Regions from separate parts of the Ovis aries genome. Here region 1 is linked to region 2. Evidence: chromatin contacts called from public Hi-C data. All regions are on one chromosome and are shown on one strand. The core of a region is the stretch at or near the end of the contact, and the rest is flanking DNA. Distances in the headings are between cores, read along the strand shown. Region 1 holds the start of IFT140 (intraflagellar transport 140). Region 2 holds the start of BAIAP3 (BAI1 associated protein 3).

Region 1 (6,404 bases), core at 3,800-6,299, 180 kb after region 2:
GTCAGTCTGGGGACAGGAACTAGCCCAAAAACATCTCTTTGAGGTGGTTGCTATCATTTGAAATTATTCAACTTCATCCCTATCAGGATGGCTGTTATCAAAAAAAGAGAAAGTAAAAAGTGTTGATGAGGCAACTGGAAGCCTTGTGCACTGCTGGTGGGAGTATAAAATGGTGCAGATGCTGTGGAAAGCAGTCTGGTGGGACCCTCAGGCTCACACACAGGATCATCACATTATCCAGCAATTCAGTTCTGGACACATACCCACAAGAATCGAAAGCAGGGATATAAACAGATCCTCGAACACAATATTCGTAGCAGTGTTATTCATAGTGAAAAGGTGGAAACAACCCAAATGCCTATCAACAAATGAATGGATAAACAAAATGTGGTATATCCATACAATGGAGTATTATTCAGCCTTACAATGGGATGGAGTTCTGACATGTTACAGCATGGATGAACCTAGAAGAAGTGAAATAAATCTGACTCAAAAGAACAAATACTGCATGATTCACTTACACGAGGTACTTAAGAGTCACCACATTCAATGCCTCCGCCTTCCAATGCAGGCACTGTGGGAGCTAAGATCACACACGCTTCATGACCAAAACACCAAAGTGCAAAAACAGAAGCAATTCTGTAACAAATTCAATAAAGACTTTAAAAATGGCCCACATCAAAAAAATCTTGAAAAAAGAAAAAAGAAAGTAGACTGGTGGTTGCCAGGGCCTGCTACAGGCGGTGATGGGCAATTAGTGTTTATTATATATAAGGTTTCAGTTTGGAAAGATTGGTGGCGATGACCGCAAAACAGTGTGAAGGTACTTAATGTTGTCATCGAACTATACACTTATAAATGGTTAAAATAGTAAATGTTACGTATATTTAACCACAACAGAAAAACTGCGAAAAAAAATAGCTATCCAGCACCTACAAAATTCCATCACTGGAGAAGGGAACAGGCTACGCCATTTGCTTTAAGCAATACAACAGCTGTATCAGAGAAAGCCATGCAGGCTCACTTTGGGTTCAGAGAGAGAGAGACCCTGTTCTTCCAGAAGCTGGAAGGCAGGAGGATAAATGAACAGTCACATTTCAAATGTTTATCTTTCTTTTATGAAAATATACCCTGACCACTAAGCTCACCACCACAAGCTGGTGGTGAGTTTAATGGGTGCCAAAGCACCCATAAGACTCCTGACAGATGGCTGGGCACTGGCCGGAGGAGCGGGGGGATAGGAGACTGGGGTCTGTGGGGGTAGGATCCGTGGCCACCTGCACACACTCCATTAGGGCACATGTGCACTGGCCCAGGGCTCTGGATCCCTGAGTAAAGGCTTCATGCAATTGTTCACACAGAGCCACAAGGAAACACACTGGGTTAAAAGCTGGGCAGCTTAACGCAGCAAGGAAGCCTTTCATAGTGAGTTCTAACGTGTTGCAGCCACCAAGGGTCTAAATTCTGGGCTACAGGAAATTCTTACTCATGTTTAACAAGTTTACTCTCTGAAAATATGCCTTGGAAAAATGAGTGACATATCAATCTTCTTGTAATGACGGAAAACGAATTATAAAAGCACTTGGAAAAGTTAAACCTGATCTCCTCTTTTATTTCGAACATCACTTTGTAAGGAGCGAGTATGCTAGAAGATCTTTAAATTACTTTCTTCCCACTGGGGCTCTCCCAGAGGCTCTCCCCCTCACACTCCTGCACTGGGTACTCAGGACGCCTCTTTCCACCAGGCTGTCCTGTGCTTCTGCCCAGTGTCCTCAGAGAACCCTGTATTCTTCATTTAGACTGTACCGTAAGTCTGCGTTTGACTGACCATCCTCTCCTCCTTACCTGATTACTTGCCCCACAGAGTGAGGGGCCACCGGAGCATAGCCAGCCCCAGAACACTGCCTCCACCAAACAGGCCCCACTACATGAATCCCTGATGAAGATACCTACTAGCAAGGAAAGACGCTTTTGATGTCTTGTTAGTTGCAGAAACTGGGATCAAGCCAGGGTGAATGAATCCGGTTTTATACAATGAATAAATGCTACTTGGGAGAAGGCAATGGCACCCCACTCCAGTACTCTTGCCTGGCAAATCCCATGGATGGAGGAGCCTGGTAGGCTGCAGTCCATGGGGTCGCTAAGAGTCGGACACGACTGAGCAACTTCCCTTTCACTTTTCACTTTCATGCACTGGAGAAGGAAATGGCAACTCACTCCAGTGTTCTTGCCTGGAGAATCCCAGGGAAGGGGGAGCCTGGTGGGCTGCCATCTATGGGATCGAACAGAGTCGGACATGACTGAAGCGACTTAGCAGCAGCAGCAGCAGCAAATGCTACCTGTGTACCAAGGCTTCCCTCGCGGCTTAGTTGGTAAAGAATTTGCCTGAAATGCATGAGACTTGGGTTGGATCCCCAGATCTAGAAGATCCCCTGGAGAAGGGCATGGCAACCCACTCCAGTACTCTTGCCTGGAAAATCCCATGGACAGAGGAGACTGGTAGGCTCCAGTCCATGGGGTCACAAAGAGTTAGACACGACTGAAGCAACTGAGCACACACATACACACGTGCACTTACAAACAGAAGTTGTCAAAGTAAACAAGAAGGAGAGATGACTAACAATGAAATCACACCCATTAATGGCATCGGTTCAGAAACAAGGGCACTTGCTTTCCTAAAGGCAGGGTACCTCTTGAACATAATGCCGTTTGTCAATATATAAACTTTGGAGGAAAGAAAAAAAAAATTCCACTTGTTCTCACCGATCTGCTGCTCTCACCTCCAGCCGTGCAACCTCTTCAGCCTTCAGGTAAGCCACCTTTTGGGAAAGAACGGCTCGTGGTACTAAGGATGACTTCAGTTGCATCACTGCTTGGAGACGCTGTGGGAGGGAACCAGGACTTTGAGGCAACGGGGACGGGGTGGAGGGGCGCAGTGGAGGGCACTGGAAGCCACCCCGAAAAGCCTCACTCTGAACCACCGTCCCCGGGGCCTCGTCAATGCAGGCTCATAGCTGCATCCCGTGGACATGAAGAAACACCATCTCCGGCTCGGACCGTGCGGTCCCGCGGGCCGCAGGACTGACAGCCCAGAAGGTGGTTTTCTGAATCCCTTCCCGGCCCGGGCCGCTGCTAGCACCGTCGGCGCCGCCCCCTCCCCTTCAGCTCCGCTCTCCAGGCCTCGCACCGCCACGCGGCCCTCAGTCGGACCTCCCCTCGCGCTGAGTTCTAGGTCACCCGGCCCGCACCCCCAAGCCTTGGCCTGATCCGCCACCGCTCGGGCGATCGGCCCAGGCAGGGTTTCTGGGCGAAGATTATCCAGGGGGCGGAGAAGAGGGCCCGGTGCGCCTCGGTGTCGCCCTTCTCCCGGGCCCAGGCTCCAGGCTCCTGGACCCGCCAGACTCCCCGAGCCGTCCCGGCCCTCGACCTCCCGAGCCCATCCCCGGCCCTCCCTCGTCGTCGCCCTGTCCTGAGGCTCCGGGCCCCCAGACTCCCTACTCCCGGGTTCCGGGCCGGGGGCTGCACTCGCCTTGGCTGGGCCTCTGCGCCGCCGCGCGTTGCCTGGACAACGGCCGCGAGCCCAGCTCGGATACAGCCGAAACCGAGCGGGCGGACGCCGAGACCAGCCGAAGCGTCCCGAGAGGCCGGAAAGAGCCGAAGACGCTCGGAAACGTTCGTGCGCAGCCGAGAGCAGGATTTCTCCCGCGGGTGGCGAGCTTCGGGGCTGTGCATGGCAATTTCCCCCTTTTTCGATGGTTGTCTAGAGTCCACAACGCTAGCTCACAGAGGGGGCCGAGGGGACAGAATATGCCTTTCTGCCCAGAAAAGGGAAGCTGGTGTATTCTTCTGTATGTGATGGGGATACACGGTCGGTTCGCGACCCGCTCCTGTAGTTCAGTTTTTCAACCACATAGGTCAGTCAGGAGGAAGGCAGCAGGGAGACTGGGAAAGAAGGAGAACGCCATCTTTAACATTCTCTCCTCTCTAGTTAATCTTATTGCTGGGTCTCTTGGACCCCAAAAGGTTTGCTAGATTCTTATCTGTCTCCAAGAGGGTGTCGTTCAAGAGCATTTCTGAGAAAAGTCAGTTGATTCAACACAGTTCCTTGAAGTTGGTAACTTATGCGTTCAGTGCTTTGAGGGAGGAGGCTTATGGACGCCATTAGAGAGAAAATAGCTTAGAGTAGAAAGTACGAGTTCATTTAGTTAGAAACTAACCTTTTTCCTAACCTTGGCGGCTGACTGCATTCCCTAAGGCATTAGCAACGTGCCATCCTGCTCTAACGGTATGGTGGGTTAAACTAATTTTGAAAGAAAAAGCAACGTCACTAAGAAAACTTACTATAGCAAACAGCAGCAAAGATCTTTCATTTGTTAAGCATACAAGGAACATTCTATTTAAAAAACCCCATTTTCATAAACACTAGGATTTTATGGAATAAATTTAGTATGTAATATCGCGTAAATTTAAGGTGTACAAAATGTTACTTTGACCCATTTATATGATTAGATTGTAGAGATATTTATCACATTAGTCAGTACAGTATTATTGTTTGTATCCATTATATTGTGCAAGATTTCCAGATGGCTCAGTGGTAAAGAATCCGCCTGCCAATGCAGGAGACAGGGGTTCGATCCCTGGGTCAGGAAGATCCCCTGGAGGAGGAAATGGCAACCCACTCCAGTATTCTTGCCTGGGAAACCCCACGGACAGAGGAGCCTGGCGGGTTACAGTCCACCGGGTCGCAGAGAGTTGGACACGACTGAGCACGCAGGCATTACATTGTGCATTACATCGTACTCCTTAACAAATTTGTACCCTTAAGCACCATCACTCTTATCCCTCCTCCATAAACTCTAGAATTTGAAAAACACTCCTTTATCGCCCAAACGAAGAAAAACAACCTTAAGCGTCCAGCACCATCGGCAGCGCTAAAAAACTTGAAAGCCTTCACACTCAATTCAATAAAGGGTGAGTTTCTCTGCCTCAATCGCACTTCCACACTTTTTCGGTAAAAACCCGGTTCGCGCCGGATTCAAGACTCAGAGCTGAGGCGGCGTTTTCTTCTCACGCATCCGTCAACAGGGCTCGGGCCAATCACAGGCTAGACTCTCACTCTATTGGCTGTCGATCCACCAATCCGGAGAGACGTACGAGTCCGCACGGCCGCGAGGCTAGCGTCACAACATTACCCGCGTCGCAGATCCGCCCTCCGCCCCCACCCAGCGTCCCTGCGTGTAAGCGCGCGCGCCCGCCGCTGACCAATGGGAAGGCCCCTGGAGGGGGCGCGCCCGCTGGAAACCTTGGCGTGCTCGGCCCCGCGCGCGTCGCCCCGCCCCGGCTCGCACTCCCGCCGCCCCGGCCCCGCCCCGCGCGTCGGCCCCGCGGACTCCGCCGGCCGCCGTAGCCGGAACTGCTCCTGTTCGCCGCGGGCCGGGCCTCAGGGAGGCTGAGGGGCGATAGCACCGGCGCCCGCAGCCTCCTCAGCCGCACGCCGACCGCCGAGGGGACGTACCGGGGCGAGTGCCGTTCGGCGACTGCTTCTGAGGCGGGAGGACCGGTGTGCGGCGTTGCGGTCTCTCAGCACCCGGCGCTCGGGGGCCGGGCTGCCCGACTCGGCCGGTTCTGCGGGCGCCCGGGAGGACCCCGGCGGGCCCGGGAAGCCAGGCTGCTGCGAGGCGTTGATGAAAAAGGTGACCGGAGGCTGGGGGCTCAGGAGGGGTGGACCGCCCCTACTGGCTGTCGCGGCGAGGCCGGCTCCCAGCCCGAGCGGGGCTGCGGGAGAAGCGGCCTGCGCCCTGACGGCGGTGGTTACGCACGCGGTGTTTCGTCGGGGCGGCTCTGGGGAGCCCGGACCCAGGAGTGTTGCGTTGACGGAACTCTCTGTGTGCAGCTAGAAGTCAGCCAGCGACGTGGGGTTTTGCTTTTCCTTTCCCAGAAGGTGACAAATGGTGTCCTGCCGGGATGGGGCTTGAGGCGATCCCTCCTCTGTGCGCGGTCAGGAAGTAAGGTTGGAGGGACTCCGTGAGAGAATTCCATCCTCTGGTTTCCTTTTCCCTGAAAGGAAGACTGAAATACGTCAATACCTGTTGAATTCTGAAAACCCACGTTTTTCTGTATTCAGGTAGTGTCTCCGAAGATTTAGCTCGCCGACGGGGAAGTTTATTCTGTTGTAGCTGATAGAACCACTGTCTGGGTCCTGGGTTGACTGTGGGTAGCTTTGGGATGATGGCTTGGTTCCTGGAAGGTAGGGTTCGCCACATTATAACCCAGAGAAGGTTATTTGGGGTATTTTCAGGTTTCTTAAGTAGAAACGGATAGGATAAGGGATGAATAGTGAGATGTCCTGTACTACCACGAAGTCCTTTAAATTTGGGCATCTGTCTTACATAGTTCTATTCTTT
Region 2 (6,189 bases), core at 1,351-3,850:
AAGCCCCTCCTGCTGCCTGCCAGACCCTGTCCAGCCCAAGCCCTGAGGGTAAACCCACTTCTCCAGGGGCCCCACCAAGCCCTGACCCCCTCAGGCAGGGTGTCTTGCGCCCTGACGCCCCTGCATGCCCCGAGCTGCCCTCTCACTGTGCCTTGAGCTCAGAGTATTGTTGGGGGTCTGGGGCCAGGTAGATCCTTCAGCCTGAGGTCTGGGGTACAGGCTGGGGCCAGGGGCGCCCTCCCTGCCCTCTGCCTGCTGTGGGGTCACATGAGGATGAGCTTACACTTCCAACCTGCTGGGGCCAAAGCAGTCCCCAAAGAGCCCCTCCCGAGGCCCCTGGAGGCCCCCGGTGACGGCCCCCACTTCCTCTCCCCTGGAATGGAGGAGCTGCCGCTGACTCAACCAGCACTTGCTTCTCCTCTCTAGGACGGCCCCCGGCCCCTGCTGAGGGCTGGGCTCCTCTGCTGCTATTTCTGTTTGACAAATGAGGAAAGCAAAGGCCCAAGGTGCCGGAGGAGGGCAGCAGGGCGGACTATACTCGGGAGGGCCTGACTTCAGCCTCAGGACAAGTCGGGAGACACTGAAGGGGCTGGTGCCAATGGGACCATCACTCCGTCCCCAGGAAATGTCAGTGGAGGGAAGGGTCTGAGGGTTATGCCCTCCTGGGGAAACTGAGGCCCTGAGTTGGGCTTGGTACCCAGCCTGTTGCCTGGACAATCCCTTTCCTCTCTCTGGGCCTCAGTTTCCCCACCTGCAAAAGAGAGTGTGAGGTCTCCAGGGGCCCTCTGTGGTGTTAGTATTGGGGGCTGGTGCATCTTCAGGGTGGCGCTGGCCCCCAGCCCCTTGGCTCCCCTTGGGCATGGGATAGGGGTTCAAGCAAGGGCCCCCTCCCTTGGCAGCTGCCCCTCCTTACTTCCTGTTTACAGCAGCTGCAGAGTCTCATCTCTTCACCCCAAAGCCATTATGATCACCATGGCAACCAAACCGTGTTTGTTCCAACAGGTTGGAAGAACCTGACGTAAGACTGCAGGGGTTGGGGGGGGCATCAGCTACAAGATCCTGGCTCAGGACCTGCCAGATCCTCAGGGAAGGATGTTAGTTGCCCTGACCCCATTCCTATCCCCTGTAGAAGGAAGCTAAGGGGCGGCTGGTTGTGTGGGGTCCAGCCCCCTCCCCTGCTCATCCGATTCATCTGTGCAAAGCTGCTGTGCATTTCCCGAGCTCCCCCACCCGCTCTGCCCAGCTGTGCTGGGTCAAGATGGGAGCAGGACTGGGGACTAGAGCCTCCAGCAGCAGAACACACCCTGCAGGGCTGCCCCTCTCCCTGCAGGGCTGTACCCCCTCCCTACAGGGCTGTTCTCCCCAACCCAGGTGGTTCCGCGTCTCTTCCTGCACAGATAGGTACAGGTGGCTCAGACGTCAGTCTGAGTCTAGAATCTAAGACAGGTGGTGGCCCTCTCAGAGCAGTGTCCGCCCCTCCTGGGGTGAGAGGGGTGGATCTGGTCCCCTCTAGACCAAGGAATAGCGAAATCACAGCTGCCCCCGCATGCAGCTCTGTGCTGAACCCTGCTCCTCCAGGGTCTCCTCCACTCAGCTCAGCCCTGGCCTGCCAAAGCCAACTGTTCTTTGATTCTGGGCCTGAGCAGAAGTGGGTTCCAGGTCTGTCTGATCCCCAGCCAGCCTAGAGTCCCCCCACTAGAGACGAGGTCCTTTGGGGTGAAAACTTCTCCAAACCAGTCTGATCCCCCAAGTACAAGGTGCTCTGAGGGTCCAGCAAGGTCTACTAAAGGCAGGAAGGGGACCCGGGGAGCCCAAGCATCTGAGCAGCCCGCAGGGTTCGCAGCTGGGGTGGGAGAAGCCTCAGATGGCGAGGCCCCGCCCCAGCTCTGGGAGTCAGCAGGCCCCGGTGGGCTCAGCAAGCTGTTTTTACGGGCTCCCCAGGTGAGCATGGCACAGTAGAGGGGCACCAAAGATGGGCTGGGAACAGCGTGAGAGGGCTTCCACCCGTCGGGGTAACCTGGCAGGTGGCTAGACGTGGGCCGTGGGGTCGGTCGCCCTTTCGGTGACAAGGATTGCTGCGGGCATTCTGAGTTGACGCCTGCAGCACACACACCCCGGGGTGCGGGCTGTCCCCTCTGAGAAGAGCGGTTGGGACAGCGGAGGCGGAGTCCCCACGCCCAGGCCCGCTCCAGGCTGGTGGTGGGGGCACTGCTGGCTGGGAGGGCGACTTTGGAGATGACCACACAACCCTTCCAGAAAAGTCTGCGCTGCGGGCCCGGGCATATCCTGTTCTGTTTCGGCGACTCTTGTCTGCCCTGGGGTCCCCGAGAAGGGGTCGTGATGCAGAGCGGGTCTGCTCCGGCTCATTACCCACGTGTGGATTGATTGGCAGCCCCGAGCCCCTTCCCCTTAGGAGCCTCGGGCCGGCACTAGGGGCACGTGGATCCTCGCCCTGCGCCCCTAGCGGCGCCGGCGCGGGCGGAAAGGGGCGTGGGGGAGGCGGGGGCGGGGCGGAAGCGAGCCCCGAGCGGCGGGGCGGGGCGAGCAGGCTCAGCCCCGCCCCCGGCCCCTGCAGCCCGGGCGCGGGGCCCCTGGCGCTCAGTCGTCGGCGCTGGCGGCTGCGAGCGGTCGCGCCGCTGTAGCGACCCTGGAGCCGGCGCCGAGTGCGGCGCCCGCAGGAGCCCCGTCCCCGCGCCCCTGCCGCCCGGCCCACGGTGAGTGCCGCCGACTCCTGCCCGGCCGTCGAAGCCCAGGCCGGCTGACCGCCGGCGGACCGCGGTCGCCGCTACCCCGGGAGCCGGGAGGTCGCCAAGACGCGCCGTCGGCACCGAGGAGACGGCTCCTCCCCCGCTTGGAGGAGCGGAGCCTCGGAGCGGGAGACGGTGCGCACTGCAGAGGGGCGGGGGGACCAGACCTCCCAGCCGCGGAGGGCGCGGGGCTCCAGGACCACCGCCCCCCGGGATGCGCAGGGTCACTCCGCTCGGACCCGGCGCCCCTATATCCGGGGGAAGGCGCAGGTGGGCGGGGACCGAAGACCGCCCCCGAGAGCCTCCGCGGGGTTTCCCAGTCCACCCTCCAGCGATTAAGACGCCCCTGAGCCCGGCCCGCTCCCCCTCCCACGGATCCTGGCAGGACCCCTTGTTTTCCCCAAATTCCTCCTGGCGTGGGTGGGTCCCCCAAAATACGCCCTCTCCAGGCTTCCAAACTGTCCCCAAACCGAACACCCACCAATGAGAGAAGCACCCCGACAGAACTGGGGTGGGGGAGAGGTCCGAACGGAGGTCGGGAGGAAGGGGCGAGGCGGGAGCCTGTCCCTGAGAGAAGTGGGAGGGGTGAGCAGGTCAGAGGGCCCGGCTGGCCAGGTGGGAGGGGACCTCTGAGGAAGATCGTACGGGCACTTCATTTTAAATGCGTTCATTCTAGAAGCATCTCGCCAACCTTTTACTGCTGGTCTCCGGCTTCAGAGCTCTAGGTCCGCTCGAGGAATTGTTTACAATACAGACCTCAAACCCCTCCCTGGAACTGGGTGGGCATGAGACCCCAGTGAGCAGTGCTCCTAAGAGGCACTGCAGGCGGACTGCAGAAGGCACTGTGTGCAGGCGAGCACTGTGCAGGGAGTCAGCGGAGAGGGGCAGCTGGGAACCTCCTAGGAGAGTGAAGGGGGCCAGCTGGGGGCTGGGGGGCAACAGGGAGAGCCAGGTGGCCAGGCCAGACCTTCTGCCGCCCCCTTACTCATGCCGGGGGCAGCATCGGTGGATGCCCTACTCCTAAGTCCCCAGGGACCGGTTTCAGTAAGCGGCCCCAGCACCCTGAGGGTGTTGATTCACGTCCAGGGCAGCCAGTGGGCTGCTGGGGACTCTTCTAGAAGACCAGGCTGGCTCTCCAGTTCAGCTCCACTGCTCCAGACCTGCCTGCTTCAGTGCCAGCCCCCAGGTGGGCTAGCAGGACTCAGCTTGGCTTTGAGCCCTGGGTTCTGGGCAAGTCACCCCATCACTGGGATGTGAAATGCAACAGTGACATCACTTTGCAGAGTGATCCTTTCCCATTCAACCCCAGGCCTTGGGCACAGCCCTGAAACACAGCAGGCCTGTTGCTTTCGGCTGGGTCCTGGTACCTGTGGGGCGTCCAGCTCCTCGGCTGGCCTCACTTTGTTCATTGGACAAACTGGAGCCGGTGGCCAGGCCTGAGTGGGAATACAGGTGTGTCTTGCTCAGGGCTTCTGACCAGGCCTGGGAGGGACCAAGACACGGAAAGTTCAGGAAGGAGTCCTCTGGGGCCCGTCAGACAGACAGGGGGTCCCCTGAAGCCTGTACCCTGCTCACTTTGCCCCATACACACCGAGAGCCCCTGGCAGCTGGTGACTGCTCCCTAACGACCAGCCCCACACCCTCTGTCCATGACAGCTCTGAGTGGGTGCTGGCTGGCCCCAGGGCCCAGGCTGCTGGGTGCAGCGAGGCTGTGGCGGTGCAGGCAGCCCAGGGGTTCCCAGGGGACAGAGGGGGCTCCTAAGCTCCCAGGAAGAGCCTCTGCACCTGGACACCACTGCTAGCCTCCTTCCTGGGCACAGGCTGAGACAGGAGCAGGGAGGGAGCAGCACGGGGGAGGCCGGTCCGCCTGCACCTGGGACTCAGGACGAGCCAAGAGCTTAGTGCCTGGACGCCAGAGCCTGGGAGGCCGGAACTCCACCCCGGGCTGCCTGCTGGCTGGGTGACCCTGGGCCTCATGAGCCTGGGGTCTCGGTTTCCTGGTCTAGGTGTGGGGAGCAGAGCGTCACTTCCCATCCAGGGCTGGTCTGAGGAGGGGGCCCCCCTTGCCTTGAACACTCTGGTCTCACCGAGAAAGGCCCCCACCCTGCAGCTCAGGCCACTTGGCTCCTGCGTCATCTTTGTCTCCGGGACTGTGAGCCCTGGAGCCCCCGTCACACGTAGACGCAGCTGGCGGTTGTCCTGGCAACAGCTCAAGCAGTGGCTGCTCCCTGGCTTTGGGGGGCTGTTGGGGAAGCAGCGTTTTCCACTCAGCTAGAGAGGAAAAGGGGCCCTGTGACACCCAGCCCCCAGGGACCTCACAGCTCTCTGGGCTGCTGAGCCCGCAGCAGGGGTAGGGGCTCCCTGGGGCAAGCACCGGCCGGTGTGAAGCGGGTCCAGGGCTGCTGGAGGCCAAGGTGCCCCTTCTCCTGTCCCAGCTCTTGGGCCTGGCCGGATGGGCTCCCCTGGCCCTGCAGCTCCAGGAGTGGAGGATCAGGGAGTGAGATGAGGAGCTGAGAGCTGGAAGGGGGCACATACCAGTGATGGCAGCCCGGGCACCCCGCCCCCCACCCCGGAGATACACCCGGCTTGCTTGAAAAATCTGTCCAGGACCCTCAAGGCGGCAGGTGTGCCCGGCCCCGCTGTCCCAGCAGAGGGTGACCGTCCGGGAGGAGGTCAAGCCTGTAAACGAGGACGGGCCAGCACTCACATGGCCCCTGGCAGTGGGCACAGAGGGCAGGGCGGGTCTCCCCAGCTACCCCACTGCCAGGTGCCCGTGAGAGACGGGCCAGTAGAGCTGGATCCAGCGGGGTCCCCGTTTCCGACTTTGTCAAACGAAAAGGACAGGCTCGGGCTGATGTGCCTGGCCTGCGGGGGGCGCCCTCGAGCGGACAAGGACGTGACCCAGGCAGTGGGCAGGTCCCCAGGTGAGCCAAGGGAGTATGGCGTGTCCGGCACACAGAGGCCAGCAAGCCAGGGCCAGAGAGGGTCTTCGCTTTGTCCTGATGACTTTCAGCGCAGGCACACGAGACCATGAGACCACCTTGTGGGATGCTGCTGGGGGCGGGGGGGATCGGGAGGCCAAGGCCGGAGGTAGTTGCCTGGGCCGGGTCACGGGGTGGAAGAGGTGGACTGCAGGGCCCTTGGTGGCTCCCCCTAAGGTCTGCAGGGGGCAGAGCACCCGCAACGTGTGAGGGTATAACAGCGCAGGCCGGTCAGGTAGGGCGCTGGAGTTGGCGGTGACAGCCGTGCGCTCCTCAGGGGCGCCCAGGGCCGGGCCCTCTGGACAGGAAAGTGTCCCCTGAGCAGGTCCCACTCCCCTTCTGCAAAGTGTGGGCTGTGGGGCCGCAGCCCCTGTCCGCTCCCAGGGCCTGTGTTGCCATAGCAACCAAGCCACCATGCAGCATCCTGCCTGGAGCAGCCTAGATGTCACCCTGGGGCACGG

The links. Hi-C and Micro-C count contacts between places; a contact is called where the count stands out from the background.
Region 1: a Hi-C map of hypothalamus shows a contact between it and region 2, with 4 times the contacts expected there. The contact joins the promoter of IFT140 here to the promoter of BAIAP3 in region 2. A contact is called at or near these places in 2 of 16 Hi-C or Micro-C datasets (hypothalamus and liver).

Annotation. Positions count from the first base shown.
Region 1 is chr24:1,760,884-1,767,287 of ARS-UI_Ramb_v3.0, forward strand. IFT140 (intraflagellar transport 140) reads right to left here and starts at 5,050. Exons shown (of 31, transcript XM_042240098.2): 1 at 4,905-5,050; 2 at 2,764-2,882. It overlaps CRAMP1 (cramped chromatin regulator homolog 1), which reads left to right and starts at 5,387. Exons shown (of 21, transcript XM_015104011.4): 1 at 5,387-5,693.
Region 2 is chr24:1,582,083-1,588,271 of ARS-UI_Ramb_v3.0, forward strand. BAIAP3 (BAI1 associated protein 3) reads left to right here and starts at 2,601. Exons shown (of 35, transcript XM_042239791.1): 1 at 2,601-2,714.